2 separate regions of the Drosophila melanogaster genome follow, and region 1 is linked to region 2. Evidence: chromatin contacts called from public Hi-C data. All regions are on one chromosome and are shown on one strand. The core of a region is the stretch at or near the end of the contact, and the rest is flanking DNA. Distances in the headings are between cores, read along the strand shown.

What was found. Hi-C and Micro-C count contacts between places; a contact is called where the count stands out from the background.
Region 1: a Hi-C map of the Kc167 cell line shows a contact between it and region 2, with 2.4 times the contacts expected there. A contact is called at or near these places in 6 of 107 Hi-C or Micro-C datasets (the Kc167 cell line, cellular blastoderm embryo, embryo and 1 more).

Annotation. Positions count from the first base shown.
Region 1 is chr3L:9,040,118-9,047,558 of dm6, forward strand. Doc1 (Dorsocross1) reads left to right here and starts at 1,258. Exons shown (of 5, transcript NM_140026.3): 1 at 1,258-1,513; 2 at 1,916-2,081; 3 at 3,271-3,538; 4 at 3,607-3,744; 5 at 4,228-4,925. The coding sequence starts at 1,423. The coding sequence ends at 4,740. lncRNA:CR46451 (long non-coding RNA:CR46451) reads right to left here and starts at 812. Exons shown (of 5, transcript NR_167838.1): 1 at 552-812. Argk2 (Arginine kinase 2) reads left to right here and starts at 7,322. Exons shown (of 1, transcript NM_140027.2): 1 at 7,322-7,441. The coding sequence starts at 7,379.
Region 2 is chr3L:6,989,185-6,995,876 of dm6, forward strand. bin (biniou) reads left to right here and starts at 1,438. Exons shown (of 4, transcript NM_079226.3): 1 at 1,438-2,677; 2 at 3,492-3,768; 3 at 3,840-4,233; 4 at 4,763-5,263. The coding sequence starts at 1,647. The coding sequence ends at 5,091.

The sequences.
Region 1 (7,441 bases), core at 8-2,507, 2.1 Mb after region 2:
CACAGAGTTATTGTTTCTATTTTATCCAAATACAAAAATTTGTTCAGACCACAAGAAATAAGGGAAATGATAAAGAACCATTTAAAAATTAAGTTCTATAAAAATGGTGTTTCAAATAAATTGGATTTAAGTTATTCCTTTTTCTTTAAATTACAAATCATTGCATGTTTTCAATTTGCGTTGATGAATAAGTTAAGTTAAGTAAGTAAGTAAGTCTTAATATATTTTAGAATAATATAGCTATTCGTTAACGTATTTCAGTCCAATGTGTTTTAAATGATCAATGGCTCACTAAGTATCAATTATAATACTTCCTGTGAATATAGGAATGTGCATTTCAATCTACTTCCACCCGCAGGCACTTAAGCCCTCAATTTCCAATGCTGACAAGCACTAATCAATAGGCCCTCGAGCCAGAGCCCAAAAACTATATGAATTTCGATTTTCCATTTCTCAGTTTTTTTTTTTTTTGGGCAAATCAATAGCGAGGGCATAGCATATCGAAATTCCAAAACGGGCAATTAACAAAGCCAACAAAATTTATGTTTCACCTGTCTGCAGCAAAGTACATAAATACCCGAGAAATGCCAGACAATGTCGAAGATAGGGAACCCAGCTAATTACACGGGGGCATGGCAAACGACGGAGGGACAGCGCCCAAACGGAAGACGGCTGCAATGGAAATGGCAACGGACATTTTCCGACAGCGCCAAAACCAACAAAAAAACATAAAAACGAAACAGACACACAAGAAAAAAAAAGAATAAACCGAGAGGAGAAGAAAAGGCAACGGCAGCTGAAGACAGCAGACAGGCGCGCTGTGGAAAATCTCACTTCTGAATTACAAGCAACGCCATAGCCCGGCTAAATCCACATCCATATACATACATGCATACATATATCCAAGTCTCCTAACTGACAGTGATCGAGAGGGAGACAGGGAATGCGGCTTGAAGGCAGTGGCGCAGAAAAACACTGCGGCTGATGAAAATCAACAGGGCTAAGCGTTAACTTCGCCACTCGGCTGCACGCAGTTCGCTTTTCCCGCTCCTCCGCTGCTCACAAAATGGCGCCCACCGTCGATCCACCGATCTTCGCCAGAGTGGGACAACACTAGTACCCACATAGCGTAGGCGTCTTCCGCCAGCCAATCACAGGCGCTGCCCACGGAGAACCGGTTTTCCAAGCGTAGCTGCTACCTGCTTGGCATCGGGAAAAACTGGCTGCGACCCACGGCGAGTTAGCACTCGAGCGGAGCTACTCGAGATCAGTTCGTTGCGAAACGTCGAGCGTGAAAGAACCTCAGAGCGCATCTTCAGTTACGAGCGAGTGAATAACAGTGAAGAATTCCAAACTACCAGTTATTATCAGAACGTACTAAGACATTTTACCAAGTGCTATACACCGTGCAAGTGCTTCGAAATGCTTTCCATGCAAGAGCTAATGGATATGCGGATGCAGCAGCAGCTGGCCCACGAGATCTACCGCCAGCAGATCATGCAGCGGATTCCAGGTGCGTTTCTAGACATAAGGTCTATGGGTGTTGATCGAATGCCGTCGGCAAATGGTTTCGCGATTTTCAAACTAAAAAATATGAGAAAATATATGCAACCCAAAAGAGCGTACTTAAAAGTGTTTTAATATTGTGATTATTATTAGTGCTTCGGATTTTATGAGCAATAAATATTCTACTTCAATTTAACTTATCATTATAACTAGAAATTGTGGTCATAACTGCATTGCCTTTATTTTCAATCTTTGATTGAACATATCTTAATAGGTATTATATTCCGATAAAATACAATAGATAGCGAAATTCCAGCTAACTTAGAAATATGATTTCTGCAACACCCACCTCCCTGAAGAGGTCCATTGCAAACCCATGCTAATGAACTAACCAAACCGCTTCTTCCAGATCCCTTTCCATCGATGTTACCTTTCAACATGCCCCACCAGCAGCCGCACATGATGCTGCCCAGTCGTCCCACCCTGCCCGGCGTGGAGGCCAAGTTGGAGAACAACGATTTGTGGCAACAGTTCCATAAAATCGGCACCGAGATGATCATCACAAAGAGCGGCCGGTAAGTTTCATTTTCCCGCGAACCCATTATCCTATGCAAATAGCCCGAGTTTTTCCAAAAGTCAAGTGCGTCGCACGGCCTATGTAAATATTTGCTCCTGTACCAGGGCCAACTTTCCCAATTCCTATCTCATACGAGTACGAGTATGCCTATACCCTGAACCTTTCGATTTCCCGGGCCTAATGTGGCGCCTGGCCATAACTCAAAACGCAGCAGGAGCTCTCGCTCGGAGTGACAACAAGTGCAGTGTAGTCGGCGGAGGAGAACACAAGAGCAAGACGCCGCCCTGGCGCCGGTCCGATCATAAAAATCTTTCTTCTCTCGGTTTCGGCGTTGACAATCGGGTTTGGTCGATCTACCTGCGCTTTTCACACTTTGCCCACAATACCACCATACCATACCATACCATACCATTCCATGCCCTGTCCGTGACCCTTCTCCAAAGCGATGAGACCAGACCCTAGCGTATCTCAGATAGGGGAACTATCGAACAGCGACTACCGAGCGGGAGCCGAGACAAATTTACATAATTATGATCTGAACTCGAAGTTTAAGTTGCAAATGTACACGGAAAGAAATCGTGCAACTACAAGCATTATTTTTGGCCAAGGCTTAGAATATGGCTGGGCATCATAGAAATCAAGAGATCTTGAACATAAATATATATTTGTTATATATATATATATTTCGTAATATTTTATTGAAAATGATTAATATCCAGTAGAAATATTATTTTTCTGTGCTGTTTAATCCGCGATAACAGTCACTTTCTCGGCTCATTAGACATGCATTCGACGCTTGGAAGCCGTTAGGGCGACTCCCAGATTTTGTCTAATTGCTTGGCGCCAGATTGCCCCAGCTCCTCCAGCACTCTGTTGCTCCCCGTGCTCCTCCATGAACCAACGATCCACACAATTAATCATGTGCCGTTGGCATATTGTTTTGGGCTGGCAAGATCTGTTTGCGTTACCTTTTAAATCGATGCGTTGCGCTACGCAGACTCCCCGCTGCCCTCTACTTTTCGGTCCATAATTACACACTTGTTAGCCGGGGCAACAAATCACAGGCGATATGAAGTAAAATAGAATAGATGCCCGGGCGACGCCTTCTTTTGCGATGCTCCTTCCCTGATTTATATGCAGTTCGTGGCAGGCCACTTAATCAAGTCCTATTCTTTTCATCCTTACAGACGCATGTTCCCCTCGATGCGAGTTTCCCTCAGCGGACTGGAGGAGGAGGCCAGCTATTGCGTACTCCTCGAGATGGTGCCCATTGGCGATTGCCGCTACAAGTTCTCCGGTTCCCAGTGGGTTCCGGCCGGAGGAGCCGAGCCCCAGAGTCCGCAGCGCATGTATCTGCATCCGGACAGTCCGGCGACCGGTGCCCATTGGCAATCCCAGGCATTGCTCTTCAACAAGGTCAAACTGACCAACAATACACTGGACAGCAGCGGACATGTAAGTTTGAGTGAGCTCATAGTGTATCTTTTGAATGGGTTACTTATAGTTTCCATTAACATTTCCAGATCGTTTTGGCCAGCATGCATAAGTACCAGCCACGCCTGCACATCATCCGCAGCAGCGAGCTCACCCAACTTCCATGGGCTCCTCAGCAGGCGTTCGTTTTCCCGGAGACGGAGTTCGTAGCTGTCACAGCCTATCAGGTGGGTTAAAGACAACATCCTTTCCGTCCTCCATTGAGGACATGTCTGACAGGACAAAGACTCTGCGGGGGTCGTCGCCTAATTGAGGCATTTTCAAATTTGTCGCCTAGCCAGCCACTTGAGTTTGATCCTAACGAGGATCACAGTGGAACTTTTCAAGTGCCCTCCCAGCCGACGGCTACTTACTGACGCCTCGTAGTTTAAATTTCGACCAGACAAAAACAATAGAGATCGTTTTTCATACTATTTAAATTAGATTTAAAACTACGCGTTTTTTTACATATTTATTTAATCTGCAAATCTTTTTTATAAGGCCGTAAATTTATTTATTGTTCCTTTTTACGATCTAATTGAAAATTCAAGTGTTAAAAGTAATACATTTAGAGCTAATTCGTTTTAAGAATTCATTGTTGTATAAAAACTGATAGTAATTAATCATTTATGTGCTTAAATTAATTTATAAATTTGTTCTCATGCTTGCAGAACGATCGCATCACCAAATTGAAGATCGATAACAATCCGTTCGCTAAGGGTTTCCGCGAGTCGGGTCAATCCCGCTGCAAAAGGAAGCTGAACAGCAGCGGAAACTCGACGCTGGAGTCGGAGGATGATGGCTCCAGTGTGAGCAGCTGCGATTCTCCGCAGGCGAAGCGCCAGCGCCAGGATTTTGAGCAGGACTCAACGGGTAGTGTTTCGCCAGCTTACTATGGAGCAACTCATCCAGTTGCCAATCCTATGTCGCCGTATCTCCGCCATCACTTGAGCTATGGACCCAGTGGAGCTGCCGGATTGCCGCCCAGCATTGCAGCTGCCTATTTTGGTGGAGTTCCTCCGCAGATTCTGCCAATGCCACCAGCCACATATGCGCCAACTGTCGCGCCTGTTAGTCCTGTGGCCTCGCAACCCGTTGGCTCCAGCACACCCACAACATCACCAAGGCCTTCAACCTCAACGAAAAGAAATAGCTTCAGCATTTCAGCCATTTTGGCCTATTGAAAGAAATATTTGGTAAACATACTTAAGTTGGAGTCATCTTCTGTTGTGATTAGTGAGAAACGTGTGCATATACTTTGTAAGCTAATCTATGCTACATATAAGATCGTTTAAGAACCAAGCTGCAATCATATACATTGTTAATTCGTTTTAAGAGTCTTTGGTCAAAATAAACAAATCAGACATCGAATCCGTAGAAAATGCAAAACTATTTGCGGGGGGGGGGGGAGCAACGGTAACCTTCAGCGTTTCCGTTTTTACAGGTTTTTGGCCATATCGCAGTGCCTGGGCCAAAAGCAGTTATGCGACCGCTTTGGCGGGCCTAAGACAAATTAATGCTCTCCATTATGGTGACCAGTCGGTTCTCGAGTCACACGTATCTGAAAAACATCCAACTCCGGTAGTAGTTAAAGCAATTCTCCAAAGATAAGGCGTCCATTATGAGCAGCGATTTGACGGCTTTCAGGCTGTTTGGTCTTTGCCGACTCCCAGCTCCCCTGCGATTCCATCCGCATCCCTGGGACACAGAGATGACGCAGAGGTGGGTGCACGGAGAAAAAAAAGTATCACACATTTCAATTCAACTAAGTAAGTTTTGGCTTATGGTATTGCTAATAGAAATGGTTTTTAAAGTAAATTTAAAGAAAGAAAAATTCAACATTCATCTGATCATTTCAAAATCGAAGCACTTTTCTTGCAGTGCACTTGCTGCTGTTGCCGTCTTGTGAAATTTTCGTTTTATCGCACCTTTTATGGCCATTGGCCAGGCCAAAACGAAGTGGGAGCTGGCCAAGAAACCGAAACAGAAACCGATGCCGAGTCGGTTGGAGAGACTTTGGTGTGGTCACTCCTTGTGTGCATTATCGTGTCAAATGCGACAAATCTGTCTGTGGCCCGGCGGCTGCCTTTCAGCTTGCATAATTGAGCTGATAACTCGGCGCTCCGTGGATGTGTGCGGTCCACTTTTGAGCGTTTCCTAAACGGTGGCGCCAAACATTTCGTGTTTAATATTTTTAATTAAGTTTTTAAGTGCATCCAGAAGGAGATGGGACCACAGAGAATTTATCTAGCCAGTCGTTGCGGATAGTTCAAAGGGGCAACGAATCGATTTGGCTTCCATTCATAGAAATCGATGCATATATTATGCATAATGTAAGCCAAATCAGCGCGAAATAATTCACCAGCCACACGAAGCCGCGTTTCAAGCGGCTTTTTGACTAATTTGGGCTTAGTTTTGTATTAGCGCTTTGTGTTTCTCCTCGTCTTCGATTGGATTTGTTGGTGCATAAATTTACATTTGAAATGCTGAAACAATTAAATTATGGGATTTGCACGTTTTCACCCAAAAACAAAAGGGGCCAAAACAACATCAAATCACATTCGTTGTCGGCGTCTGTGCCTCAGAAGTGTTTTTTTTTTTTAATGTTAGGTGTTTTTTTGCTGACTCGCTGCTGGCTTCTTTTTGAAAAAACGGTGGCAAAAAGCGTCAAAATTCGTAGATTATGAGATAAAAATGGAAATCGAAGTCGCTCCGGTATTGCATTTCTAATTTGCGCTTGTTTTAATATACTTAATGAATTTTTATGTGTAGGTTGGTCCAATACTCATGCCCAAATCCAAATCCGGTTTTCGTTCGAAGCTGTTGATAATGATAATGAGGATAACGATGCTTTATTGAGGAGGTGTTGCCGTTCGGATCTGAATTTTATTTGCGCCACATGTTAGCATATTGTTGTTGCCGCTGCCGCTTTTGTTGTTCTTTATTGCTAATTATAATATATTTGATTTGGTATTTAAGCTTTAAGCTATAAAAATGTTCGCATTCTCTGTTTTACGAGCCAACAGCTTGCAAATATTCAATTAAATTGTGCGAACGAGAACAGGTCGAGGTGGATTGTGAAAACTAATCATAATTAACACACCTTTTTCTATAATGTTCTAAGTATTTTATTGAAATAAAAAAAGTCAAAAGGAAATAAAACATAGTTTTTGGTTTTGATGGCTTCTACACCCGTATTAAACATATTATATAATTACATTAGTAATATATATCTTAGAAAGTCTACATTTAAACAGAAGAACTGAGTGTTTTAAAACCAGTATTTGAGCTACCAATTTTCGATGGGTTTTGTATACATTTCTTAAGCATTTCCCTGTATTTTACATATTTTACGCATTATTTTACACATAATATTTTACATTTGCCATGTATTTTACAATGGTTTGGAGCCGTGCTATATGAGTACACTATCAAACAAAATTGTTTCTTAAATGCATTATTGTATTTTTAAAAACCATTAAGTGAATATCATATAACGGTTCTTTAAAAAAGTATCAATGAAAATGATTTCTTTACTTTAGCGCAAAACCATAGTTGTGAAAACAATTTTTAAATCCATGAGGAACTCAAGTATATCAAAATTTACTTTATACTTTATTTATTTCAAATTTACTTGTACATAGATTGAGTCTTTGCTTAGCAATCTCCTTTCCGATATCTATTAAAGTGGAGTTTTCAACCGTCTGTTTTTTGTTCGTACTAAATGGCGTTTTACTAGATTTATTCTAGCCATTTGGTTTAATGTCACTTTCTAACTTAGGGTCAGCCTGGCCGGTGTCATTCCAAATTCAACACCTAAAAATGCTGTTACATTTAAAACTCCGGCTTGAACTTCAATTACTAGGCCGCTGTGCGCAGCTAGTA
Region 2 (6,692 bases), core at 188-2,687:
AGTGATTAGGTAAGAGAAATTAGAGATTGTACATGGAGATATTGGAACGATTAAAAATAAACAGTTGGAACTTAGAAAAGGAAATGAAATATATATTATGAGCTCTAAAAAGTTTTTAGTTTCTGAAATGAAAGATATTCTAGTTTTGTATGCTTTAGTACTCAAGTGAAGCATCTTTGTTTAAAAAAAATTTAATTATTTTGAATCTCAGTTTTACATAGTATGTATGTTTAACAAATTGGCTTAAAAATTCATTTATAATTCTAGCTTTATCTATGTTTATTTATTTTAACTAATAATACCCCCCCTTCGACGCCCATGTTTCCATCACCGTCACGGTCGTCTTGCTGCCAACGAGTCGGCGTAGTGCTGACAGCAATGGCGGCACTCAGCGTTGCTGCTAAACGTTCCGCTCTCCGGCGGTGTTCCGCTCCAGCCACCTACCCATCTCCCCCTGGATTCACATACCCATACCCGTACCCATTCCCATGCCCGATCTTGGTCCGGATCCGTGCCAGGCAACGACTAAATCAATTAACAGCTCGTTTCGAAATCCGAATGCCGCCAACAGCAGCAACGGCAGCTTCCTTTTTTTCCGCCGAATACGTTAATTCATTTGTGCCTAATTGCGGGGTTCGATCTTCGAGGATCTTTCTCTGTTCTTTGACTATTTATTAACTGTTGACTGGCCAGAGGGGCGGTGGCTGAAGGTAGACACTCCCAGCGGGGAGGTGCATCCAAATTCAATCCGAATTCGCATCGGAAACAATAGCGATAATGAGTCAGTAATGTGTGTGGGTTCCGTTCGCGATTTTTGGGGTCAGAATTGATTTAAATACGCTTTTGAACCAATTTTGCGACTAAACACAGATGCCATGTTTATGAAATTAGCAGTTTAGCTAACTAAAGTCGGACTGAAATGACTAAGTGCAAAATAGATCCCAATTGTAATTCAAGCCTCATCTTATGTGGTATTATTAATATAATTATTTTAAACTTTCATACTTTTCTTCATTATATATTATTTTTTAATTCAAAGAAAATTCAAGCACGCATTACATTTTATTTTCTTTGATACCATCTTATAGATCTCGATTTTCCCTTGAGTTCCGTTTGGGTTTCTTAGATACCTGGCATACTGAAGTTTCGCCATCTAAACGTACTCCAATAACCGCAGTCCCCAAGTCACAGACCTGAATTCTATATATTTTGCGTTTTGCTCCGAGAGGAAAACCCCGGGAAAACGAGCCAATTGGCGGCATTGCCCGAACCTATACATACGGTACATATGGGGAATCCGAGAGAGAAATAGAGAGAGAATCGAGCGATTTGCGTAAGGCGTGGGCGTACTAAAAAAAGAATTCCGGCCGATGGCAACTCAAGTGGATCGCATCGAATGGGATCGTGGTGCCAGTAGCGGGAGCGATATGCCATCCGTTTCAGTTGAGTGAGAATAGCCAAGCGGTGCGGTACTTTCAGTGGTTAAAGAAAATCCCACTCCGCCGGAAAGAATTGCGCGTACTTTCGATTCGAAATTATAGTGAAAATTATTTCAAAGAGAAATATTGATAAAAAAAAAACCAAAAATATTTTTAAAATATTTTTGAAACAACGCACGGTGTTTGAAACCGAAAAGCCCAGTGAAAATGATTAAAAGTGAAGAAGCCTCCGATCGTTCGGTTATGACCATGGATCAGCTGGGTGGCTACTACCACGATCCCCGCGCCCATCCCCCTTTCAGCCACCCACATGCACACTCCCACCCACATCAACACACCCACACTGGACATCCATATAGAGCTGGGAATCTGTTAACCGGTGGCAATTACCAGGCAATGGGTGGCGGAGAATCACCCACGGAGCTGATCGATGAGAAACCGAACATCGGGTATATGGAGCTAAAGCATTATATGGACGCTACGCCCACTGCCACGCCCGTTTCGGCAGCACAACATTATAGCCTAAGTGCGCTGCACAGCATGGGTACACCGCCGGCATCCTCCAGTCCCATACCACCGTACGGGGTTCTAATGACTGCCCATTCGGCTGGATCCGCTTCTCCGCAATCGAATTCGAAGACGCCCACGGATCTGCCGCAGGATTTGCAGTATGCGAGCTCCAGCACATCAACCGCCAAGGTGCAGCCATTGCAGGTGCAGCTGCAGCCACTCAACCATCAGTACGCGTCCACCATTAAGTACTGCTCCAACAACACCATACTCAGTGCGAACGACTACCAATTGCTGACCAGCCAGGAGCAGGCGGGGCAACAGCAGCCGCAGCAGTTGCCAGCCCAGCAGCTCCAGCATTCACCAGGCGGTGGCTACATGTCGCGCATTTCCACATCGCCGTCGCAGGTGATCAGCAATGCGCACGGCATGCCCGTGCTAAACTACTCCAGCTCGAGTTCCTCGCCTGCCAAGTCGCTCAACGGTTCCGAATCCTCGCCGCCCAGTCAGAATCATCTGGAGAACAAGGTTTCGGGCTCAGCGGTGGTTGGTACAGGTGGTTCCAGTCAGCAGGATGCGCCGAGCACTCCGGATACCACCAAGAAGTCTGGTACCCGGCGGCCAGAGAAACCAGCACTCAGCTATATCAATATGATTGGGCATGCGATCAAGGAATCACCAACTGGAAAGCTAACGCTCTCCGAGATCTACGCCTACTTGCAGAAGAGGTAACTATTGTAAGGCATTGATGGGGAAACAGTAACAGTTAAAAATTGAGTCTAGAAAATATCTGAAATATTGAAATGGTAACTTGCAGTTTAATAAATATCAAATAGGTACCAGGAGCAAATTCCTTTTAAAGTTCAGTACCAGTAAAGTTGCAGTATTGTTTATGTTTAGTTGTAGTTACACAGTTTTAAAGAGTAATAGTTTCTTTAAAATCGCATCGCTTTCGCTTCGATTAACACGATCTCCAGAGTGGTGGCGGCATCTCAGGCGGAGCCAATTGGCGATATCGACACTACGGCCCATACGGTTATTAATACCAGTAATACCGATCCGTATCGGTCGCTACAACTGCAAAAATGTGTCGCTGGCCCTTTTTTTGTATGGGCATCCGATTCTATTTGGCCAACTCGACTTGCGCATCCTTCAGAATGTCTCATATTTCGCGACGCTTGTTTGGATTTCGATTTCGGCGACGAGACGGAGATCCAATCCACTTGAGCGTTGAAGGGACAGAGCCGGGGCTGGTGGGGATTCCAAATGCGTGAGAGGCTTTTAAGCTGACATCGTTTGTTTGTTTGACACCACACTCTGATCCCACCGAAATAAAAAAAAAAAAAAAATTTTAATTGAGCCTCACAGGCTCAGTAAAATAAATAAACGCTTGATTATCAATTTTCGCTGGCTTTTAAGCTCCAATGCAAAAGACAAACATAATAATGTGCCCTTAAGAACATCTTGAATTCATGATATTAAGTATAAGCAGTTATGCGAGTGTTAGAAACTCAGTTGTTAAACTCATATTTATCATTGCAGCTACGAATTCTTTCGAGGACCCTACGTGGGCTGGAAGAACTCGGTGCGCCACAATCTCAGCCTGAACGAGTGCTTCAAGAAGCTGCCAAAGGGCATGGGCGTGGGCAAGCCGGGCAAGGGCAACTACTGGACCATTGACGAGAACTCGGCTCATCTCTTCGAGGACGAGGGCAGCCTGAGGCGCCGGCCGCGTGGCTATCGCTCCAAGATCAAGGTGAAGCCGTATGCCGGCCATGCCAATGGATACTACGCCAGCGGCTATGGCGATGCGGGAATGGTAAGCTCCATCGATTTCATAACAACTTAAGATCATATAATATCTATAGTACTTCTCTCTTTGCCCACCAGGACAATGGCAACTATTACGCCTCGCCTGCCTTTGCTAGCTACGATTACAGTGCAGCTGGAGCCACTGGCGTCTCGCCGGCTGGTGGTCAAGGATTCGCCGATCCCTGGAACGCCCATGCCGCCCACAGTGGCTCGTCGTCGGTGGGCGTGGGCATGGGCGTGGGTCCCCTGCCCCAGTATACGAACATATCCTGCCTGGCAGCCGGAGGCAATGTGAATGGCTCGGCTACCACGCCCCCGCTGGCCCACTCCGCACTGGGAATGGCCCCATCGGCATCATCCTCAAGTTCGCCACTGGGAGCGGCGGCGACGCTTCAAAGCGATTATGCGCCAACCGCGAGTCTCGTGGCCGCTGGCTATTCCTATGCAACAAGTGCCGGCAGCCTGGACAACGGTAAGTGAGCAGCTCGAGAAAGCGACGAGGGTTGAGCTACACAGCGAGAAATTGTGGGTGGGGTGTATACATAGATTCAAAGAAATCACAAAAATTCAAAATCATAGGGAAAAGTCCGATGTGAATATGTATCTAGTTCTATCTAAATCTGCTCTTAGGGAAGTTAAGCCCTTAATTTATTAAATTTCAAGTAGATAGATGACCCAGTATTTCTCGCAGTGCAGCCACTTGAAGGGTGCCGGGCGACTTTGTGAAGGGGGATCACAATGTTCCTGGGTGTTCGCGTCAATCAGGGTAATTTAATTGCTGACGTTTCACATCTCGAATTACGAAGGACAGTGGGCGGGGGCGGCGGGTGTAGCACCAACATATGGTAATCTATGCCGCACTCGATCGACTCCGTTTTTAACTCTCTCTCTTTTAATAGTTGCCGCCGACGTCGCGGCGCAGTGTGAATTTTAGCGCTTGTCCATAAAACGCGAACAGCCAGTTTAATCGCTTTTCCTCTCTAAATTGAATCCGTCCGTAGGCCTCCGTTCGATTTCGCTGCAGCAGCTGCCCGGATTGTCCAGCATCCAGCATGCCCAGGCTCAGGCCCAAGCACAGGCGCACCACCATCACCATCAGCACCATGCGAGCCACCCCAGCCACAGCCATCAGGGCCACGGATCCATGCACCAGAATCACGGCACATCATCCACGACGCCACCACCATCGCAGTCCGGTGGCAGCCATGGGATCGATCATTCGCCCATTGATCGCAAGCCGGCCTACCTGCCGCCCATCAGCCCGCCCCCCATGATGGTGGCTCTGAATGGGGGCGGTGGATACTACGAGGGACTCAAGTACGCCAACTAGCCATCCTCAACTTGGGATGGCGTGCATCAATATTACCTCAAAGGACACAATAATCACGTTTAATTAGGCTCTAAGTAGTGGCACAGTAAAAGTAGTTGCATAGCGCATAGAAGGGAAACTATAATATACATGAATATAAATAGAAATAAACACAAATTATTTATAAAAAGACAAACATTGCGTAGAAAGTTCAATTATTATATCTTCGGTTACTAAAATACATCCAAATTCTATAGCAATTTAAATAATATAAAGAAATTTCTTCGGTAATTAACTACATACATATTAATTAATCACACAAATTATTTTAAGTAACAATTTGAAAAGAACATATTTTCGGCGCCAATTTCCGCAGTTGCCAACCCTGATATTTTCCCATTCCGGGAGCTGCCATCCTATTTTCTAAGGATGTTGGGTGTTGCCATTTTGCTTTTAAAGGAGAATAACAAAACATTTAATTTTGAAGCTTACTGGAAATTACAATTCAAAAATTAATAAATTAGGCCGCATACAAAATTTCATCTTTAAGATGTAAGAGCTCATTAGCTAATTCTCGAACCATTTTTTGGCGCCATCTGTTGTGGGCTCAAGTAAGTTTCGAAAACAATCTTTTTGTTGCATACTTTTATATGCCTTCTAATATATATCACATAAAAGTCTTCACTTTTTTATATATATTTATTTATTTAGAAGCGATGAATCAATACAATGCAGTAACAGTAACATAACAGCGCAATTAACATATAAAAGATAAAACCAAACCTCTCACTAATCATGTGAGGACTTACAACTATGTCTCATATTTCGAGGGGGTCTTTAGGGTTGTCCAAGTGTTTTGGCGAAACCCTTCCTTTTTAATCTCCTTAGAGGCCTAGCAGGGAGTAAGCGTCTAGCAAGTATACTGTGGTGTCGTCTTAGTCTATCACTATATCTGCTGGTGTGCCTGGAGATCTGCTCTTCCACTGTATGAAGATTCAGATCACGGTGAAGGGTAGTGCCACGTACATAGTATGGGCAGTCTGTAATTGCACGCATGGCACGATTTTGCAATACCTGAATGCGGTTGTAGTTGGATTTTGCTGCAATACCCCAGATCTGTATTCCGTACAGCCAGATCGGGGCTACGCAGTGGACGTAAACTGCTCTTTTGGCTCTCAGTGTCATGGTGCTTTTTCTGTTTAACAGCCATCGAAGTTGTTGCATCCTTTGAAAAAGTCTTCACTAAAACCCATATTAATTTCCCCGAATTTAAAGCGCCATCTATGTCTTAGAAAGTATATATTCGAATGGGCAAAGGTACAAAAAGCGAATTCGAAGGACGAAAATCGAATTTTAACAGTGAGAACACTTTTTCTTTGCCGTGTTATTTTCAGAATAAAAATTGCCTAGCTGTTTGTGAGTCTCCGTGGCACATACACACATATATAGTTTTTCATGCATACAAATAATGAATATTGAACAACGAAACTAAACGCAATAAAATTATTTTGATATTTAAATTCAAAATGCAAATTATCACTTGACTTAATAGGGTAAATGGATTATCTCAATCGATGCGAATCCAGTGTGATGCTAATCAACAGCATCCAAATTTTTAGCAC